Linked DNA regions of Mus musculus: region 1 is linked to region 2. The links are chromatin contacts, called in public HiChIP or PLAC-seq maps. All regions are on one chromosome and are shown on one strand. Each heading gives the region's core, a stretch centred on a gene start, on an enhancer-like site or on the middle of the called end of the contact. The rest is flanking DNA. Distances are from core to core; before and after follow the strand shown. Region 1 holds the start of Kank3 (KN motif and ankyrin repeat domains 3). Region 2 holds the start of Zfp871 (zinc finger protein 871).

What was found. HiChIP or PLAC-seq counts read pairs in DNA pulled down with a chosen protein or histone mark.
Region 1: an H3K4me3 HiChIP or PLAC-seq map of embryonic forebrain shows a contact between it and region 2, with 2.9 times the contacts expected there. The contact joins the promoter of Kank3 here to the promoter of Zfp871 in region 2. A contact is called at or near these places in 9 of 39 promoter capture datasets (the 3T3-L1 cell line, 3T3-L1-derived adipocytes, the HPC-7 cell line and 6 more) and 3 of 115 datasets of contacts at active chromatin or transcription factors (astrocytes, embryonic forebrain and large pre-B cells).

Annotation. Positions count from the first base shown.
Region 1 is chr17:33,808,626-33,813,019 of GRCm38.p6, reverse strand. Kank3 (KN motif and ankyrin repeat domains 3) reads right to left here and starts at 2,497. Exons shown (of 11, transcript NM_030697.3): 1 at 2,455-2,497.
Region 2 is chr17:32,785,339-32,790,107 of GRCm38.p6, reverse strand. Zfp871 (zinc finger protein 871) reads left to right here and starts at 1,821. Exons shown (of 4, transcript NM_172458.3): 1 at 1,821-1,970. The coding sequence starts at 1,968. It overlaps Gm17115 (predicted gene 17115), which reads right to left and starts at 1,714. Exons shown (of 2, transcript NR_168031.1): 1 at 1,035-1,714; 2 at 1-721.

The DNA of each region.
Region 1 (4,394 bases), core at 1,248-3,747, 1.0 Mb before region 2:
TTCCTCCAGAAACCTGGTCACATCCGAATCCAAAGCAACAGGACCGAGAAAGCAGCCCCAGGTCATTTTTAAGACTGAAGCATCCAGGCACAAAGACTGGACTGAGACATAGGGCAGAGATTACTAGAGTGGTAAACAGCAATAAGGGTTGCTGTTTGCTTTTAATTTGGATGGTTTGGGGCTGTGTGTGGGTATTTGCCCATGGATGCCAAAAGCTGTAGCTCCCCTGGAGCTGGAGTCACAGGTGTGAGTTGACTAAGACAGCTGGAATCAAATGACAAGGGTCGTACTCAACCGTAAGCACTGAGTCATCTTTCCAGCCCATTAGTTTTGTTTTCTTTGGTTTTGTTTTGAGACAAGGTCTCAGGAAGCCTAGGCTGGCCTCCAACTCCTTCCATAGTTGACAGTGAACTCAACTCCCCTCCCTCCAACCCTTGAGTGCTGAGATGATCACGTGTGCTTTACCACACCTGGCTTGTGCAGTGCTGGAGATGGAGCACAAGGCTTTCATGCACACTAAACAAATACTGTAATAAGAGAGCTACTGCCACAGCCTCAGTTTCCCTCTTTTACATATGGATCAGCTTCGTTTTGTTCTGTTTTGTGTTTGAGAAAAATTCTCCCTATGTTATCTAGACCAGGCTGGCCTTGAACTCAAAGAACTTGTTCTGCCTCTCCCTGCTGAGTGCTGCCCTGTTTGCTTTTTGTTTTATTTTATGTATTTAAGACAGGGTCTCACTATGGAGAGCTAGCTGGCCTGAAATTTGCTAATCAGGATGGCCTCTAAAAAGAGATTCCCCTGTCTCTGCTTCTGGAATGCTAGGATTTCAGGTATGTACCACTACGCCCAAATGAATGCTTTTTTTTTTTTTTTTTTTTTTTTGCCCTCAGCCCCACTGACAGAAGCTAGGTGAGTTTTAAGCTACACCACTAACCCCTTTTTAATTTTTTTTTTTTACATTTTATTTATTTTATGTAGGAGGTGGAAGGGTGGGTGGGTGCAAGGATGCCATGGGGTGAGAGTGGAGGGCAGAGGGCAGCTCTATAGAGTCAGTTCTCTCCTTACACGAGTAAATCCCAGGGATGCAACAAGGATGTCATTCCCTGATCAAGTACCTTTACTGGCCAATCCATCTCACTGACCCCTTTACTCAATTGTTTAAACAGGCGTTGAACTCACTCTGCAGCTCTCAGGCAGGCCTTCAACTTTCTTTTCTTTTTTTTTTTTTTTTCTTCGAGACAGCGTTTCTCTTTATAGCCCTGGCTGTCCTGGAACTCACTTTGTAGACCAGGCTGCCCTCGAACTCAGAAATCTGCCTGCCTCTGCCTGTGCTGGGATTAAAGGCATGCGCCACCACGCCCGGCGCCTTCAACTTTTAATCATCCTACCTGGACCTCTCAGGTAACTAGGATAATAGGCGCTTTTGGAAAGATTCCCTTTTGCTCCCCTAGAAACTGCAGGGAACCCAGGCCACATATCACCCTCCCAGCTCACAGCTGTCAGTTCCAGCCTTGGGAGTAAGGAGTGTGGTGGGGCAAGCCAACATTAGACTGCTACACAAGCCAATGCCTCCCGGAGTAGGGCGTGTAGCTGCCCTCATATCTCCCACACTGCCTGGCTATCAAAGTTAAATCCGGATCCCCTGCCTGAGACCCCCTCATTAGGCTGTCAGAGCTGAAGCCACACGCCCCCACACCCAGCCCTGGGACTATTTCGGGACACAGAGCTGCGATCAGTCTAGAGAGCTGTGATCAGGAGAGCTGTCATCAGGAAACCTGAAGGACAGGACACAGAGCATGCATACCCGAGGTCCTGAAGAAGTTATGTCTTACTGATAAGGCTCTAGGTGGGAGCCCTTCATGTTGGGATAGGATTCTCAAACGCAGGATGGGGGAAAGAGCTAGATGATGGCAGGACAAGGGGTCCTTGAATCATCACACACACACACACACACACACACCTCCCCAAACATACAGAACCAAGTCCGCTTAGAAAAGACAGGGCAGTTTCCTACAGGAAAAACCGCTGGGCGGTTCCATCCGCTGCTATTGTCAGTAGGTCCGGGGAGTGGGGGACATCCGTTCCTCCCTCCAACACCGTTTCCGTACCATCCGCCCACTCCACCCCACTGCAAGAAACCCATTCCCAGGTCTTCAAGCCAACTCTGGGGAAGGGTCCCCTAAGGCATCTAGGAGACTAAAATGCGCACAAGTTCCTCTGGTTAGGTCCTGGATGGCCATGTGGTGGCGATCTGCCTAATAATCTAGGGTCCCCCCTCTCCGGTCGGCTTTAAACCACCTGAGGCTCCCAATGTCCAAATGGTCACCATTACAGGACACGGCGCCCACCCCGTTGCAACGCACAGAACCCATAGAAGGGGGCTAAAAGCATCACACCCCTCCCGGACACTTGGGTCCACTGTTCCCCTCCAGGACTCGCGTGGTTGACTTTACCTGAATGAGAAGCCCCGGCAGCGCCCGCACCGCACCCGAGCCCGCCCCCTCGAAGCTCCGCACGGGTTATCAAGGCTTTCACCCCTAACTGACGGCTTTTTCAGCCAACCAGAGCACGAATCTAACCGAACTATCCAATTGTAAGACAGAGTGAGCCATCTGGGCGGGGGCAGGGTGGGGACCCGCCTGAGGGCGGGCCTACAGTAGAATCTGAGAAGATCAGAGCAGGGCAGTGGGATGCTGCTCAGCCAGCTACCTCTAAATCCTGCCTGGTTCAGGAGTAAGAAAAGAGGTTTCATTCACAGGACAGTAGGGAGCTACAGGAAAAATCTAAGCAAACTATTCTAATGGGATTTATATAACGAGTTTAATTCCTACTGTCTTGTTGAAGTCGTAAGAGCCTGGATCTTGTCCACCGCAGGAACTTTGCATATATTGTGCCACTTTAAGAAATATTATCTGGGGGCTGGTGAGATGGCTCAGTGGGTAAGAGCACCCGACTGCTCTTCCGAAGGTCCGGAGTTCAAATCCCAGCAACCACATGGTGGCTCACAACCATCTGTAACAAGATCTGATGCCCTCTTCTGGAGTGTCTGAAGACAGCTACAGTGTACTTACATATAATAAATAAATAAATCTTTAAAAAAAAAAAAAAAAAAAAAGAAATATTATCTATATGTGATACTTTCCTATATTTCTAAGTGTTCAATCTATGTGCCCCTGAAATCTATGTGCCACAAGAAAACAAAACAAAAAACAAACAGAATCCTTAGCACAGCCTTTCCCTAGTCATTATCATTGCCATAGCAATGGTTTATTAACTAAATAGCAATTTTCATTAGTAGAAAGGCAAGGTTACTATCATCACCCCTACTAGACATTTTAGGATCAGGAAACTTTTTATCCACTGCCTCAGGCATACACTAGTTACTTAATAAATGTCTGCTCTACTGGAGATATCTAACTCAATGGTACAGAACTTGTCTAGCGCACCTATCACAATAGATAGGTAGGAAGACAGACAGACAGAGACAGATAGACAGATGAAAATAATGTAAATATAATAGACACATACAGGTGTACTTATAAACATACTGAGATTATAGATCAAAAAATTGTCACAGAAATAAATTAAAATTACATTTGTGAAGGTCAGTGAGATGACTTAGCATGTAAAGGTTCTTGCTGCCAAACTTGACGATCTGTGTTTCATCCCTAGGACCATGTAATGCAAAGAAAGACCCAACTCCTACAAGTTGTCTTCAGATCTCCATAGTGTGCTATATACATCAACCTATGCACATACATACCATATATCAATAAAACTTTTTAGCTGGGCAGTGGTGGTGCACACCTTTAATCCCAGCACTTGGGAGGCAGAGACAGGCAGATTTCTGAGTTTGAGACCAGCCTGGACCACAGAGTGAGTTCCAGGACAGCCAGTGCTATACAGAGAAACCCTGTCTAGAAGAAAGAAAAAAAAAAAGTTTTAAAAGTACATTTAACAACAACAACAACAGAAAAAGCAGAGGCAGGTGGATTTCTGAGTTCCAGGACAGCCTGAGCTATACAGAGAAACTCTGTCTAGAAGAAAGAAAAAAAAAAAAGTTTTAAAAGTACATTTAACAACAACAACAAAAAAAGCAGAGGCAGGTGGATTTCTGAGTTCGAGGCCAGCCTGGTCTACAGAGTGAGTTCCAGGACAACCAGGGCTACACAGAGAAACCCTGTCTCGAAAAAAAAAAAAAAAAAAAAGTACATTTAAACATTTAACTTTAACCCATTTGGAGTTATGATCTGATCAAAAGCTACTACAATTTGCTTGTTTGTTTTTTCCTCCTAACATAACTAGCTGATTTTGTGTCAGGCAAGGGAATCACTGAGATCTCTGCGCCTTGTTCAAGCCAAGGTTCTGTGAAGGAGTAATGAGTACTCTGAAA
Region 2 (4,769 bases), core at 572-3,071:
GGAAAAGAAACATAAAGGTGGTCCTGAAGTAGGAGGCATTGAGCTGAGGCGGGTGCAAAGAAGAATCTGAAAGGGGACCAATGATGATGTCCTAGCAGTGTAGACACAGAGATGTCAAGTATACGCGCACCGAACGTTGAAGTAAGTCAATTTGAAGTTGGCTGAATGTCCTGGGCAGGAGAAACCACACTGGAGATGGAGTCCAAGGACTGACTCAGTTCTTCCCGTGTTGATGACAAACAGTAGGCAAGGAAAAAGTAACTACAAGGGGACAGTAGTGACATGAGGGTGCAGAGGAGGGAAGCTTGTTTAAAAGTACAGAATTGCAAGCAGATAACCTAAAGCCGTCCCAGCCATTAGCAGCAGGCTGAGACCAGAGACCCTGAAAACCAGGCCAGCCTGTGTTCCTTGGGGAAATCTCTGAAAGGGAAAATAATACAGAAACGATAGGGAAAGGAACTAGAGAGAAAAGAGGTAAAAATGGAAAGCAGAGAAGGACACAGTCTGCTAATTTGTCAGTAAATATTAAATATTTTTTATAAATGTGAAGAAGAGAGAACTGGGTGGGAGTCTGAAGAGTTGGGGGCTGGAACGCTGGCTTCGTGGTTTAGAGTGCATATTGTTTTTGTAAAGTACCCAAATTCTGTACCAGGACCCACGTTCTGCAGTTTATAAGTCCATCTCCGCGGATTCAGTGCCCTCTTCTGGCCTCCATGGGCATCTGTTCTTGCGTGACATGCACACAGACACACAAACATATTTTTAAAAAAATAATAAATTCTTAAACAAAATCTGTAAATGCCATCTAGTCATCTTGCTGGCTGCGCCTCAAGTCTTTTTAGCTTTCCTATTTTCGCTCCTGTCTTCTAAAATATCACTTAAAATACCTGTCTGCAGGTTCCCTGACATTGTTCCAAGCTTGCACCTTCTTCACCTTCTTCACAGCAGGAATCTATTATCTGTCTACTGCTTCCCACCCCCACCCCCCCACCCCCGGCCTCTTATAACGCTTTCAGCACCCAGAGCAGGCTTACAATTCCAATCTTCTCTCTTCAAGGCTTCCTTTCTGATTTCTACCATTCCTCTGTGAACTTAGTTCTACCTCCGCAGTCAGGCTGGTTCTCCTGATTGCAGGAATGTCTGCCCTGGAAGTCATCTGTGGAGTATTCCAGGTTTATGTGTTCAGAGTCCTGGAGCTCCGCTGCGACCTGCGCAAACTTCCACTTACTGAAGAATCTTTGGAATGCTTCGAATCTTAAGAATGGTTCTGTGTCCTTCCATTCCCAAAATGTTTTGCTCTAGAAGTGACTTTGTGAGGGCAATAGTGGCGAGGTGGGTTCAAGAGAGAATTTGAAAAGAGTAAGCAGAATGGGTAAATCCCCAGCCACAGAGACCTTGGTGACAACCATCGATCACAAAATGAGAGAGAATATTAGAAGCGCAGCCAAATAGGCATAATTCACATCATTCTTTTCAATGCCATTTCTCACTCACGCAAATAGAATTTAGCCGACATCTTTGCTTTGTTAAAGAATAGACTTCTACGTATGTTTAAATCCATGTAAAATATAAAGTATTCATCCCCTTCACACGTAACGCCAGAAGTAGAGTTTGGGAATCCCACCTCCAGTTTAGACCCCAAGTATCAAGCCTTACGTTCGGATTAGAGGTTTGGCGCCACAGTACACTCGAGAGGATGCTTTTTCTGTCATTTAAGCATTGGGAGGCGTGCACGTGACTCACTGGCCAGTAAGAAAAGTTGCTTGGCTGCATAAACTGTCCAATGAGATTTTCAGATGTTGAGAGAGGGCGGGCACAGAAGCGGAGGATGCCACTTCCCGTCCAGCCATTTTAGGCGTTTGTGTCTTCTGTGGAGAGAGACCCGCAGGTTGTTTTCCCCAGTGTCTGTGTTCCATCCACTTACTGCAAGAGCTGCCGGAGAACAGCAGGACACCCGGTGATTGGAAATGGTACGTGCGGCCAGGCGTCCCGGCTGCGGGGAGGGCGCCGCTAGAAGCGGAGGCGGCAGTGGGGACGCGGCCTTCCAGGGCAGCTGAGTCTGCATCTCATCTGCTCTGCTGGGCCGCGCTGCCCGGGTCCCTCTGGGTGGAGCTGGGCCATCAGGCAGAGCTGCGGTCCTGTCCTTTGCTAAGAGCTCAGTGCTGCGGCCATGGCCTCCCTAGGCATCCGGGCACCCGCAGCGACGCGGCTCCGCAGCCTGGGCGGTGGCGGCAGCGTCGCGGTGAGACACGGGACCCTGGAATTCGTGTGTGTGTGTGTGTGTGTGTGTGTGTGTTGGGGGGCAGGGAAGCCGCAGGGTGTGGTGACCTTGTGTCCTGGGCGTGTTGTCATAAACAGGGGGGACAAGTTTGTGTGTTTCCAATGCCAGAATTTATCGAATAATTAATAATTCACAAGTCATGTGTATTTCGTTAATAATTAATCCAGTAGTCCCGATTTTGCTAACCAGCCATTGGCAATCAACGCGTTTTTATATAACAATCTAATTGCTAACGTTAACTGGAAGATCACACATGAACATTTCACACAAAAACATACAAAATGTGCAGATCACAGAATGACTAAGAGCCAAAGTGGTTGAGTTTAGAGTCTGTCCTGAAGTAGGAGGCATTGAGCTGAGGCGGGTGCAAAGAAGAATCTGAAAGGGGACCAATGATGATGTCCTAGCAGTGTAGACACAGAGATGTCAAGTATACGCGCACCGAACGTTGAAGTAAGTCAATTTGAAGTTGGCTGAATGTCCTGGGCAGGAGAAACCGCACTGGAGATGGAGTCCAAAGGACTGACTCAGTTCTTCCCTGTGGGTAAGTGTGACAGTTGCCTGCCATCCTTTGGGCTTGGGGATGCTCCTTCGTAGTGCCAGGTGAGGGGATTATATGTTGTATACTTTGTGTGGTGTTTCTAATACAATTTGGTATATTTTTAGTTGTTGATATTGTCAGTTTGTCCCTCCTAGTTTTCTAGGAGATAGTGGGCCTTTTTTTTTTTTTTTTTTTTTTGCTTGCGTAAACAAGTTGTACTGCCCTTCCTTTTTCGGGGGAGGGGCTTTGAGTAACTAGTCCAGGTTGTTATTTAATAAAATGGAGTCATTCTAGGCTTGACGTTGTTGGAAAGCAGATATTCCCTACGGTATCACTGAGTGGTCTGCCCTGGCTTCCTCACTCTTGTCACTCACAGATTCAAGGGGAAGCTGTCTTTAAATTCCATGACCTGTGCCTGTAAGTCAGTGAATCTTAGCATTTCTACCTTCTTCTGCTCTTCCTAAACTCACTGGATAGGCGTAGCCATACACATGCGTGCGGCTGGAGTCTGGCTCTGTCATAACGGCTGCTGCCTTCAGATCTTTCTACACATTGACTTTTGTTTTTATATTTTATTTTTTAGTTGTTGTGTATATGTGTGGTGTGTGTGTGTGTGTGTGTGTGTGTGTGTGTTTCCTGCATGCTCCAGCTTGCATGTTTAGAGGTCAGAGAAAGAAGAATGCAGTGACTAATCTCTCCTTTACATGGGTTCCCAGGATTGAACTCAGGACATTATACTTCTGCAGCCAAATGTCTTCACCTGCTGAGTCATTTTTCCGTTCCCTACACATTATTTTAAAAGGCAGAGCCCTGATAGAGGTAGGCCTTACTGGATGTGAGCGCAATCTTGGGTTAGAAAACCCTAAATGTTAGGTTATAAAGTGCCCAATGGTTACCCTGAACAGGGCCTTCCTAACTCTTAGGGAAGACAGGAGTACGCAAGTATACACAGTAGTTACCAGAAGGCCCTAGAGCCTGGAGTGGTTTATTAAGGTGGCATACACTCTCAGTTTTTTCCTTATATAAGCTGGCTGCTTTGTCTAGGCCATCACCAGCTCCTGGCATCCACCTGGAATATACATTATATATATACATTACACACATACACACATATATACATTATATATATATATATATATATATATACACACACATTTTATTTTATATGGACTCAGTGGGGTGGTACCCCACTCATCTTGTTACTGTGAGTGGCTGCAGAGAGAATAGAATGTTAGAATCCAGCAAACGCTTAGGAAGTAACATGTCTAGCGCCTTCCCCCTCACAGATACTGACAACCACCTTACTAAGAGATTGTCAGAATTGCTAGCTAATAGACTTCCAGGTGCCAGGATTTTCCACCCAGAGAAGTCAGTTTACATTAGTGGGTACTAGTGGCCACACCCCCTTCTCCCCACCCTCTTCACTCCCCTGCCTCCTGCCAGGTAACCTGAGAGCCTGCTCCTAGTCTGGCTCCTGCTCTGAAACTAATTCCATCCCCAGGAAGCTGTAAGAGCACCTCTTCCAGGCAGATCCACATTCATTCCGTTCTTTAGAACTAAGGCCACTGCTGCCTGCCTGCCTGCTTCACAGAATCTCAGTCTCAGAACATTTCAGACATCTTACAGAATAAGGGCCGAGATAATGATCACCTGGGAAACAGACCAAGACTCTTTCTGTGTGCATCTTGTGTTTTGTCTTAATCCTTTCTCGTTTCTATTATTACTGGGGTGTTTTGTTTTGTTGTTTTTTAAAATTGAAGTATGTGCCAGATCCCCAAAGTCAGATCTGGTATGATCAGACCCTTCCATTTGTTCTCTGAAAAAGCTAGGTTGATTTATAGAACTGCTGTTCCTTTGCTCTCATTACCGTGTCTCTAATCGGCAGTTTGTGATTGCTGGTCAATCTGTCACGATTGCCAGAATCAGGATATTGGGTTTTACATTTTT